4 separate regions of the Mus musculus genome follow, and regions 1, 2 and 3 are each linked to region 4. A link is a contact called in public Hi-C, HiChIP or PLAC-seq and promoter capture Hi-C data. All regions are on one chromosome and are shown on one strand. Each heading gives the region's core, a stretch centred on a gene start, on an enhancer-like site or on the middle of the called end of the contact. The rest is flanking DNA. Distances are from core to core; before and after follow the strand shown. Region 1 has its middle 21 kb from the start of 1300002E11Rik. Region 2 has its middle 22 kb from the start of Etv5. Region 3 overlaps Vps8 (VPS8 CORVET complex subunit). Region 4 overlaps Igf2bp2 (insulin-like growth factor 2 mRNA binding protein 2).

The links. Hi-C and Micro-C count contacts between places; a contact is called where the count stands out from the background. HiChIP or PLAC-seq counts read pairs in DNA pulled down with a chosen protein or histone mark. Capture Hi-C pulls out chosen DNA fragments and counts their contacts.
Region 1: a contact with region 4 is called in a promoter capture Hi-C map of adipose tissue. The contact joins two enhancer-like sites. A contact is called at or near these places in 1 of 484 Hi-C or Micro-C datasets (pro-B cells), 5 of 115 datasets of contacts at active chromatin or transcription factors (bone marrow-derived macrophages, differentiating embryonic stem cells, embryonic stem cells and 1 more) and 3 of 9 other capture datasets (adipose tissue, embryonic stem cells and liver).
Region 2: a contact with region 4 is called in a Hi-C map of bone marrow-derived macrophages, with 5 times the contacts expected there. The contact joins two enhancer-like sites. A contact is called at or near these places in 1 of 484 Hi-C or Micro-C datasets (bone marrow-derived macrophages), 1 of 115 datasets of contacts at active chromatin or transcription factors (CD8 T cells) and 1 of 9 other capture datasets (adipose tissue).
Region 3: an H3K27ac HiChIP or PLAC-seq map of microglia shows a contact between it and region 4, with 5 times the contacts expected there. The contact joins two enhancer-like sites. A contact is called at or near these places in 1 of 484 Hi-C or Micro-C datasets (embryonic stem cells) and 1 of 115 datasets of contacts at active chromatin or transcription factors (microglia).

Annotation. Positions count from the first base shown.
Region 1 is chr16:21,813,802-21,816,501 of GRCm38.p6, reverse strand. No RefSeq gene overlaps it. Among named protein-coding and RNA genes, the nearest start is that of 1300002E11Rik, 21 kb to the right of the region's middle. Within about 2 kb of position 1,366, at least 65 of the 459 cell types and tissues checked have an H3K27ac peak or open chromatin away from gene starts, as enhancers often do. A contact at or near this core is called in adipose tissue and bone marrow-derived macrophages, where this site is marked.
Region 2 is chr16:22,460,126-22,462,825 of GRCm38.p6, reverse strand. No RefSeq gene overlaps it. Among named protein-coding and RNA genes, the nearest start is that of Etv5, 22 kb to the right of the region's middle. Within about 2 kb of position 1,430, at least 25 of the 459 cell types and tissues checked have an H3K27ac peak or open chromatin away from gene starts, as enhancers often do. A contact at or near this core is called in CD8 T cells and bone marrow-derived macrophages, where this site is marked.
Region 3 is chr16:21,634,724-21,637,423 of GRCm38.p6, reverse strand. The region is part of intron 45 of Vps8 (VPS8 CORVET complex subunit); the gene reads right to left. Among named protein-coding and RNA genes, the nearest start is that of 2510009E07Rik, 59 kb to the left of the region's middle. Within about 2 kb of position 1,388, at least 38 of the 459 cell types and tissues checked have an H3K27ac peak or open chromatin away from gene starts, as enhancers often do. A contact at or near this core is called in microglia, where this site is marked.
Region 4 is chr16:22,118,273-22,120,972 of GRCm38.p6, reverse strand. The region is part of intron 2 of Igf2bp2 (insulin-like growth factor 2 mRNA binding protein 2); the gene reads left to right. Among named protein-coding and RNA genes, the nearest start is that of Igf2bp2, 44 kb to the left of the region's middle. Within about 2 kb of position 1,267, at least 116 of the 459 cell types and tissues checked have an H3K27ac peak or open chromatin away from gene starts, as enhancers often do. A contact at or near this core is called in CD8 T cells, adipose tissue, bone marrow-derived macrophages and 1 more, where this site is marked.

The DNA.
Region 1 (2,700 bases), core at 117-2,616, 300 kb after region 4:
CGGCTAACTTGTCAATTCTTTCTTCCAGTCCTTTTCTGTCTCTAAAACTTGTGCTCAGATCCTCAGAATATGTGTTCTATGTCATGGAATGAAGTGTCCAGACTCTTAACTGTGACTGTGCTTTGTCAGGCATGACATCGCACTAACTGCTGGCTGTCTTGACGACCAGCTGTCTTTCTTGCTCAGGTTCTCAGTGGTCCTACTGCCTCCAGTTTACTGACGAACAATGGATGGGGTACTAACTCCACAAGCACAGGCAACTCTGATCTTTCAAATAAAGGTAAGATTAACAAAGGAATAATTGGGACAGAGAAGAAAAAAAATAGGTAATCAAATCATCTTCTCTCCAAGGTTTTTTATCTCTATGTCTACTCACCTATTCTCAGCTTCTTGGTTAAAAATAAAATAAAATTTGAAATTCAAAATGTGTAATTGTTTCCTAAAATCCTTGCAGTCTTCAGCGGTAGACATATTTTATGTCAGTGAGCTGGCCAATGGCTGGTAACCTTAGGAAACCCAATGGGAGCCCAGCACCACCAAGACTGAGGGGCAGCATCAGATGCTGGGTGGACACGGGGACCTAAGAGTTAAATAAAGCAACATGGCAGTTAATCAGCTGGGTAATGAAGCGCTCACAAAAGCCCAAAGGAGCATCTGGCAGCTCAGCCACGGCCATTCCTGGAGAGCAGAGCCCTCACCCATCTCACGTGCCCTGCTCTGTCCCTCTCCATCGTTTCCTGCTAATTCCCTTTACGGTCAGCCATCCATAGGTAAGTTCCTGGTTCTGTGTGAACCCTAGCAAACCTAATGGATCCGAGGAGGGATCTGTGGCAATGACAAGCTGCAGCTGCTCGGCTGAGCAATCTGGAGCTGGCAGCTGTATCTGAAATATATGATGCTGGTCTCTATGAGCTGAGACCGCAGACACTTTCACACGGATGTAAAAAGCATTTTATTTCCCCTGATACGTGTCCTTTTCCAGGGCCAGCCCAGCTATGCTCACCTGAGTCATACCCAATTTATAGTGTAACACACATCTGAAGGGCTCACTTTCTTGTAGGACTGCATATTTGGATGCCATAGAGCTCCACAGGCAGCCAGGCACCTGACATGTAGCTGAGTGTACACTTCCCAGCACGGCTGGAAATGTAAAATACATAGTTTCTTCCTTGTGGGGAGAAGGGAAAAGAAGAAAGTATGTCTAACTTCCCGTCTTTTCAGAAGCTTTAAGTGACTGTTTCTATCAAGCCTGACTTGGAAGTGCTGAGATAATGTGGGATTTTTGGATGCCTGGATAGTGCTGAGTATGCAGTACCAAGAATAGACACCAGAGGGAGGAAGAAGCCCTTACAAGTTCCTGGAAAAGTGTTCCAATTATGGAATTACATAAACCCACAGTCCAGAGACCACGCACCCATAAAAGACTTGAGAGGTTCAACTATCTCGGCTGATGGGTGAATATCCACTCTGTATGAATCTAGTCCGTAAATGACTGGGAGAAGAGGCTGCAGGTCTATTCTCTTGGTACGTCTAACAGGAAACAAATACGAGGAACTGTCACAGGAAGCACAGAAATGAAACCTACCCAGACATGGCAGCTCCCTTGTGTAAACTCAACAAGTGGGCAAGCTCAGGCAGGACTGCCATAAGCACGAAGCCAGCCTGGTCTACAGAGTAAGACTTTGTGCAAACCAAAACTAACAACGAAACAAACAATCCGGGTATACACCAAAGCTGAAGAATTCAGAGAAAGAACAGAAAGAAATTGTATTAAAGAAACTGAAGGCACTGTAAGACACAACACAAATAGCCAGTGAAATCACAGAAGTAATACAGGAACAAGAGAATACCAACAGGGTGTCAGAAATCACATAAAAGAACCAAAGGAAAAAAATACACAACTGGAGAACTCAGTAACTGAGCTGAAAAACTCAATGGGTTTTCAACATTACATTTGATCAAATAACTCAGTAAACTCGAAGACAGACGATTTAAGATCATGAAGTAGAAGGGACAGAAGGAAACGTGACAGTCGAGGGCCTGAGACACTGTTAAGATGGCCAACACACACAGAGTTACAGTGTAAGAGAGGGACAGTGTAAGGTGGCAGACATCGCTCACGTCCCCAGTCCTGCTGACTGAGTGAAGGGAAGCAGGCCTCTACATCCTCATTACCTCTCTATTTACCGCGTATGAAGAGGTATGTATGTGCTATGATACACATGTGACAATATTACAGAACAACTCTCCTCCACCTAGGTTCTGGGGACTGATTGCGTTATAAGGCTTTGCAGCCAGAACCTTTACCCACTGAGCTATCTCGCCGCCCCTGCATATCTAAATTTAATGAGGTCAAAGTGTTCTGACTAATGAGCCCAAAGAAGTCCACAGAAAGAAATATAACTGAACTGTCAAAAGTCAAAGAAAAACTTGTGTCAAGAGAAAATCAATCTGTCACATACACAAGAGCTCCTAAACATGGTCAGTGGATTTCCCTGCAGAAGCTTTATAGACCAGAGGCACCGGAAAGATGAACCCAAAAGCGCTATAGCAAGCAGAACCTTCCTAGATAAAGCCTACACACGGTGGGGGAAGGGAGGCTAAGGGGTTATACAGTAGGCTAACCTAGACTTCACTAAGAAAGTGACTTGAGTCAAGGCCTGAAAGAGTAAAGGAAGTGGCATGTGGAATGAGGGAGGG
Region 2 (2,700 bases), core at 181-2,680, 340 kb before region 4:
ACTGACATCCTAGCTAGTCAACCTTTGTATAGCCATGTAATCACACGTGACTGACTCATTTCACCTATAAACCTAACAGCCTCCGTGGACAGCTAGATCCTCCAAACCTCATCCTTGCTATCTAACTGGAAGTCATCCCTTAATCCTCAATGTCTTCAGGTTCTCCAGAGTGGGACCCTTTTGTTCTGCTCTGTGAGTGGAGAACATCAGAGTCTTTTTTAGACTCCAAGTGTCACTGTCAACAGTGACCAGCCAGCATGGGAAATAATTCTTGGGTTGTTAAGGGAGCTTTAAAAAATAAAGAGGCTCTGCATGTGCTCCTCACTAGTGGTAGGTGTGTGCTGTGCCATCTGTGTTCCATGGAAATGGGATGGCAGGCTGCCTTTCAGATGCCAAGAGATCTGACGGAAGATCCAAAGTGATAAGAGAGCAGAGAAAACTCTTTCCTCATGGGCATCTCTAAAGGAAGAAAGGATCCAGAAAGCCAAGGGGGTTGGGGAAATGTCCTATTTAACTTACTGGGCATTTTACTATTGCTACCACCTCCTTCTTCATATGTTGTACAGGACGACAGAGCCTCGTCTGCCAGCCTGAGTCACTTAGACAGAGCTGTGGTGAACCTGTTTTTCTCTGAACTGCTTGCCAGTACGACTCCAAGTCTCAAGGGGGGTCCAAGAAGAGTGTAGCTAGGAGCTCTGGAGGCAATGAGAGTTGTAATTCTAGCGGAGTCATCAGAATGTAGAGTATGTGAGTGTGTCAAGGGATGAAATCTGGAAGCAAAGAGAAACTCATTCAGCATCAAGCTTGCAGTCGGTAACAAGTGGATAGTTTTCAATGTCTAAGTGACCAGCTAACGTGGGTATTTGTCCTTTGGTTCTGGAGTGGATGGGGAGGGGGGCAGGAGGATGAAAGCTTTCTAACCAACAGCTCAGGAACTTGAAACCACAGGATGTAGAGCGAGCTCATGGGGCTTTTACCCAGACATCTGTTGAGTGATGGATACAGCTAAATATGGATCATCAAAGGGCTTTCTGGGTCACACGGAGGGCAGCTTTGTGATTCAGAAAATATGAAATTCAGCGTGTGCAGAAGGGCATAAATACTTGTGATCTACTTCTTGGAGATCGAATTGGAAATGATAGAGGGCAAAAGACAACGGAGAGGTAAATTCACAATGCAGGGAGAGATCAGTAGACTAAAATACAGATTCGACGTGAAGAGGGAAAGATAACGCAGAGGTAAACTTACAAAGCGGGAAGAGATCAGTAGACTAAAATACAGATTCATGATACAAAGAGAGAAAGAACTAGACTTTTCAGACAATCGGCCTGGGTAATGTCTCCAAAACTGGAGGGACGGACTGAAGTCCTGAAGCTAGGGAGGGAGGGATGGAGAGAGGGTCGGTTGATAGAAGTGTCTAGGTATTCATGAAATTGTTACTAGACAACCTTTTCTATTTAGTCCAAAGTCTATTCCTTGTGAACTTCCTGAGGCCCTTACAAGGTGAGTCTATCTCTTGACAATGAGGAAACTAGGAGCAGCAAATGTCACAGTAGTAAGTCCAGGACTCCAATTTCTCAGAAACTACCCTCAAAACCTGCTGACTGCACCACTGAGAGCTCCTTAGGGCTTCTCTGTGATGGTGACTCACTACCCCACATCAGCTCTGTGTGTTGCATCCTTCCTTTCTGACGTGAACACATGACCCTCTCTCCTTCCTCTTCTGTAGATCTAGAGTATGTGGGCACAGGACAGTCTGGGCAGGAGAGCCCACACTCACCTTCTCCTCCTCCCTCTTAGGCCCATCCTCCTAGGCACCTGTGGACTTTGTGCTAAGAATCTAATCCAGGAAAGGAAACAGCCAAGAATGGTAAGGAACTCAACCAGATCAGAGTGCTCATGCCACACTGAAGGTCAGTATAAAAGATGCAGAGACCGAGGTAAAGACAAAGACAGGAGAAACAAGGAGATCAATAGTTCTGGAGATCAATAATTAAAAGAACAGAGAATCAAAGTGTCATTTTAAAAACCTATTGGGGGTGCTGGAGAGATGCCTCCGTGGTTAAGAGCACTGACTGCTCTTCCAGAGGTCCTGAGTTCAAATCCCAGCAACCACATGGTGGCTCATAACCATCTGTAAAGGGATCTGGTGTTTCTGAAGACAGCTACAGTGTACTAATACAAATAAAATAAAATAATTAAAAAAAAAACCTATTGGGTAAATCATAATTTAGATGATGGACGAGACGGAGCATTTTCCTTTCTGTAACATAAAATTATTTTTAAAATGGAATTTTAGGAAGAATTACAAGGTGAAAGATAACTAAAGATGGAACTTCTTTTTACCTTTGACAGCAGAAGAGAAAGGAATTTTACAACTCTGCCATGTAAGTGGGGATCAATAAAGGTCCATGAAGCCCACGCTTTCTGTTGTAGAAGCACACAGAAGCACTGTTAATAAGAACTGAACTTGCTTTGCTTTCCTCTTTTTTGTTTCCTTTTTGAAAGAAAATAATAGATGATAGATATGATAGATAAATTGATAGATGATAGATGGATGATAGAGAGATGATAGATAAATTATAGAAGATAGAGATAGATAGATACATAGATACATAGCTAGATACATAGATGCATACATAGATACATAGATAGATACATAGATACACAGATGCATACATAGATACATAGATAGATACA
Region 3 (2,700 bases), core at 139-2,638, 480 kb after region 4:
ACAACAACAGGATGTCTGAGAGGAGCCCCGGTGAGGACCCAGGATTGATAATGTAACGGAAGCCAGAGCTTCCAATGACTCATTGCAATGAACATTGGCAAGCAAAGAAGTGTGGACAAAGGGTGTACTGTGTAACACACAGTGATACTGCGGCTTCCACAATTAGATTTTTTTATTTTTTTAACTTTATTTAATTTTTGTTTTTATTTATGGGAGAGGTTGCAAGGGCAGAGAGTGGATATGGAGGGATGGGAGATGAGTGGGATTGGGGTGCATGATGGGAAATTCACAAAGAAGCATTTAATAAAAAATGACTTTCATAGGTCAAATTAACAGATGGCAGAGCAATGAGAACAAGAAAAGCTGTTCCCTTATAGGAGACCCCTGTCATTGACCTGGAAGGGATATTAAGCCATGCATCCAATCTCAGGAGACTATGTCGAGTCTATGAGATATCTGACAGAAAGTGATGGCAGAGACACAAGGCTGTTGCTGATGGCGCTGTCCACTTCTGAACATTACTGAGATTCCCCAGACCCCGTAATTAGAAAACCTGTGTTTGACACTGGGATCTCTTAAGTTTTCTTACTAATTGTCTTCCCCTTCCTTCCTCCCTCCCTCCCTCCCTCCCTCCCTCCCTCCCTCCCTCCCTCCCTCCCTCCCTCCCTCCCTCTTCCATTCCCCCCCTCCACTTCAACTAGGTCTCACTGTGAAGCCAACACTGGCCCACATTAGGCCCACCTCTGTCTCCTGAGCAGCCACGTTCAGTGTGTGCCAGGCTGGGTTAGACTTGTTTAGACTAAAGGTCTGCTGCCAGAGAAACAGTGACTGAAGGAACTTGGTGGCAGCTATTTCTGTAAGCTGAGATAAACACTGGCTTGGTTTCATATTAGTTCTCACAAACATGCAGTTTTTCTCAAATCTAGACCTTTCTCATTTACTCAGTTTATCCCGGCAGCTATCTTTTGGAGGCAATTAAGGTCCTTCAATTTAGGAAAGTGAAGGCCATGCCACAGGGTAGTAGAATGCTATTGCTAAAAACAGAACTGCATCATCAAGCCCTTGGGAAATACTGGGTAGCATGTGGGGCTATTCTGGGCAGGGATATACCAGGGCCTGTCCTTGGGAGTTTGCTGGCTGAGTCAGAAGTGCAGAAATCTCAAATAAGATCCATTCCATGATTTTCGACCCAGCGGATGTTGTTAAATGCTGATTCCAATGGAAATCTCAGAATGCGGGGGTTCTAGCTAGTCTGGGATACATGGTGAGACCCTTTTAAAAAGCATTTAGTAATAAAAGCAGATTCTGGGTAGCAGGTATGGGCTGAGGCTTAAAGACATGCACCTCAGGCAGCTGAGCAGGTGGTGACTACACTGTTCCTCATGGTGTCCTGAGGGTGACTCTTAGCTTATAGGTGTTTCATCTCCTGGCTCAACTGTATCCGACCAATTCATTAGTGCTTGTTTTTCCCATGGTGACTCAACTAGTCATGTTGCTTTCAACATTTGCGGGGTTCATACATACCCTGGCAATCCTTGTTAAGACTGTTTAACCAGGCCCCTGGTTGAGGGATGGGGTCACTTGCCCATCTCAAAAACATTAACCCAGAATTGCTCCTGTCTAAAGGAAATGCAGGGTCAAAGAGTGCAGTAGAGACTGTAGGAAAGGCCATCCAGAGACTGCCCCACCTAGGGCTCCATCCCATCTACAGACACCAAACCCAGACACTATTGTCGATGCCAAGAAGCACTTGCTGGCAGGAGCCTGATATGGCTGTTTCCTAAGAGGCTCTGCCAGAGCCTGACCAATACAGATGCAGATGCTCACAGCCATCCATTGGACTGAGCATGGGGACCCCGATGGAGGAGTTAGGGGAAGGACTGAAGGAGTTGAAGGGGTTTGCAACTCCATAGGAAGATCAACAATATCAACCAACCAGACCCTCACCCCCAGAGTTCCCAGAGGCTAAACCACCAACTAAAGAGTACACATGGGGTACTCATGGCTCCAGCTGGATATGTAACAGAGGGCTGCTTTATCTGGCATCCATGGGAAGGGAGGCCCTTGGTCCTGTGGAGGCTCGATGCACCAGCATAGTTGGAAAATGCTAGGACGGTGAGGTGGGAGTGGGTAGGTGTTTGGGGGAGCACCCTCATAGAAGCAGGGGGGGAGGGAGGATGGGATAGGGGGTTTGTGGAGGGTAAACTGGGGAGGGGGATAACATTTGAAATGTAAATAGATAAAATAACCAATAATAGTTTAAAAACTGTTTAACCAGACCATAGTGTACTTGATATGGATACATGGTGTGTTTAGATCTTACTGGATTGGATGGATGCTTTACATTTTTCTACGTAAACACAGTAATGTAAATTGAAGGCAGTCCAACAAACGTGTGTAATACACACATGTACATGGAGGACATTTTTCATGTCACGTGGCATACCCAGGTGGGATGTCAGGGCTAGTACCGCGCTCTGGCCTTGCCAAGGTCTGCTTCCTCTATTAGGCCTTTAAGGATATGGAGCTACCTAGAGAAGGGGTTTTTAATAAGGTATCATTGACTGAGAATGGCCCCATAGGCTCATATACTTGAATGCTTGGACCCTAGTTAGTAGAACAGTTTGGGAAGGATTAGGATTCATGGAGAAGGTGTGTCACTGGGGTGCACTCTCAGATTTCAAAAGCCTACACCAAGCT
Region 4 (2,700 bases), core at 18-2,517:
GACTGTGTAAGGAGAGAGAAGGGTCTAACTGGAGGGGAGAGCCAGGGACAAGAAAGGGGAGAGGAATAAGAGTGTGTGTGTGTGTGTGAGAGAGAGAGAGAGAGAGAGAGAGAGTGTGAAAGAGAGGACTGTCTGATGGGAGAAGAGGAGCCATCAGTAGATAAAAGGAGAACAGTGGCAGAGCAGATCTGATTAGCCACACAGACGAATTATTTTGATGTTTATTGCTATTTAAATTGCACTTGATAAGAGCTCCTATTTGATAGTAGCTGAAAATGTGGGCCCCATTGCAGTGGTCAACAGCTGTGGACAGTAAGTTCGTTACCCAACTATAAGAAACTGCATCTTCCTTTCCTTTCCTTTCCTTTCCTTTCCTTTCCTTTCCTTTCCTTTCCTTTCCTTTCCTTTCCTTTCCTTTCCTTGCCTGCATCTTTCTTCCTTCCTTCCTGCATCTTTCTTCCTTCCTTCCTTCCTTCCTTCCTTCCTTCCTTCCTTCCTTCCTTTTAAGATTTATTTATTTTATGTAAATGAGTACACTCTTACTCTTTTCAGACACACCAGAAGAAGGCATCAGATCCCATTACAGATGGCTGTGAGCCACCATGTGATTGCTGGGAATTGAACTCAGGACTTCTGGAAGAGAAGTTGGTGCTCTTAACCGCTGAGTCATCTCTCCAGCCCCCAAAATGCACATTTTCTCCATGTGTCTCTGCCTTTGGTTTGGGGGAAGAAGTGGAGCAAGCAGGTGATGTTTTTACAGAACTGAAGCTCATGTATCTGTACCCATTACGGTTGCTCCTTACAAAGAGCCTGCCTTTAGGAATAGTCTGCATTTAGGCTCACAGCGTCACTTCCTGATGGACAGGAATTTCACCCAAGAGATCTGTTACCATTGTAGTCTCATCTGTCTAGAAATCTAGAACCAGCATGTTTTCTGTTCTCGGGTTCCACAGGACTTCTATAGTCAACAAGTTTAAGTTAAGGGTGAAATCAGGATCTGGCCGTGAACTTGTTGTTGAAGCCCCGACTGTGGGAAGCGTGGCTCAGCTTCCCCAGTCTCCCAGCCCTGCTCCATGCTTCCTTGCTTTTGGAAGCATCTTCTCCATGGGTCCCTATCCTTCAGGCACCCACAGTGAGGAGGGCATGGTGCATCATATCATACATCAGCATCTAGGACACTGACAAGAGGGCAGAGAGAACAGGAAGGAAGCGAGTGGTCAGAGCCCGAGCAGGGAGGGGGCCTGTGCGCCTCGCCATGCTCACGTGCTCACGCCTCGCCGCGCCTCGCCTCACCATGCCTCGCCTGCTCCTCTGCTGACCTGCGCTCGCTGCTTCTCACTGGTGTCCACAGCAAGCCCCTCTCCCACTGCTGCCACGTAAACTTGAGCTTACCGGTCCAAAGAATATGTGTCTCAATTTTATTTTGTGTGTATCCCTTGTATCACTAAATAGATAGCTAAATGGGGGAAGCGTGTGTGTTTAGAGCAGAAGTTAGAGCAAATCACTGCTTTGGCAGCTTTGGGCCAAAAAAAGAAACTAAAACTCTCTAAGTGTGCTTTCTATTCTGAGGCCGCCACAAGATGTTTTGTGCTGCAGTTGATTCCTCGGTCATGAGAAGTCGTAGGAGGGGCTCAGCATGACGCTATCTCTCAAAAAAATATTAATTTGGACTTGAGTTTAAAATTAGCAAGGGGAAGGAGGGGGAAGAAATAAATCATTGGACTCAAGTGATCCGGAAGCCAAAGAGTAGACACCTCATGGTGGGAGGGGAGACATACATAGATAGTTCCTGCCAGTACAGCCACACCGTCTCCGGGTAGCACTGTGAGACCTGTCAAGTAGAACCCTCAGTGAGTTGTAACCCAGGTCACCCCTCGTGTAGGCTGGAACCTGAGTCAGTAAGGCTTGTGACTAATGGCTTGTCATGTCAGCTGCTTTATCGTAACATAATGACACACAGGAGAGGCGGTCACTACCTATTTTTAGGGATCTTCCTTCTGGGAATCATGGTGAACGTGGTCTGCAGAAAACCACTTCCGGGCCTGTGTTGTAGACCTCCCAAGACAGAGCCACCTCCTGGCGAACTATGGGTGCTCCGAGATCACACCCTCCACATACTTGAGATCTGAATTGTTCAAGAGTTACAGGTATTTATATACCTGAATGAAATAACCAGGTCCTAGCTATGAACCCAGCAGCAGAAGTTGCTACAGATGTGAATGGAGACCTCACATGGTTGTTCCATTTTCTGAAAGTCTACTTTGTCCCTGGGGTGTGCAGTAAGTCAGGCACTGGAGCTGAGGCCCTGCTTAGAGTCCTTACCGCTTAGAGGCCTCTCTTAGCTCCCTACATTGAGAGAAGACAGAAGCCTGCCAAAACACCAAGGATGATATTTAAATGATTGAGGCTTTTCCTGCTAATAACTTGTCTATGTTACATTTTTCAGTCTGTTTCAATTGCTTGATCAATAGGATTTTTTTTTTTTTTTTCTTTAAGACTGATAGCCTAGGTTCATGTAGTGGGCAGGTCTCAAGGGAAGCAAGCAGGGTGTCCACAAGCCACTCAGAGCTGCTCAGTGAATACAGCTTAGCCTCTGGCCCTTGTTACTGCTTGAGCGCCGCCTCCTTTGGGATAACTCCAGACCCACCCCCTCCTGATTGCTTACTCTGTAGTCTTATTTAGGAGCGGAGTGCATGGTGG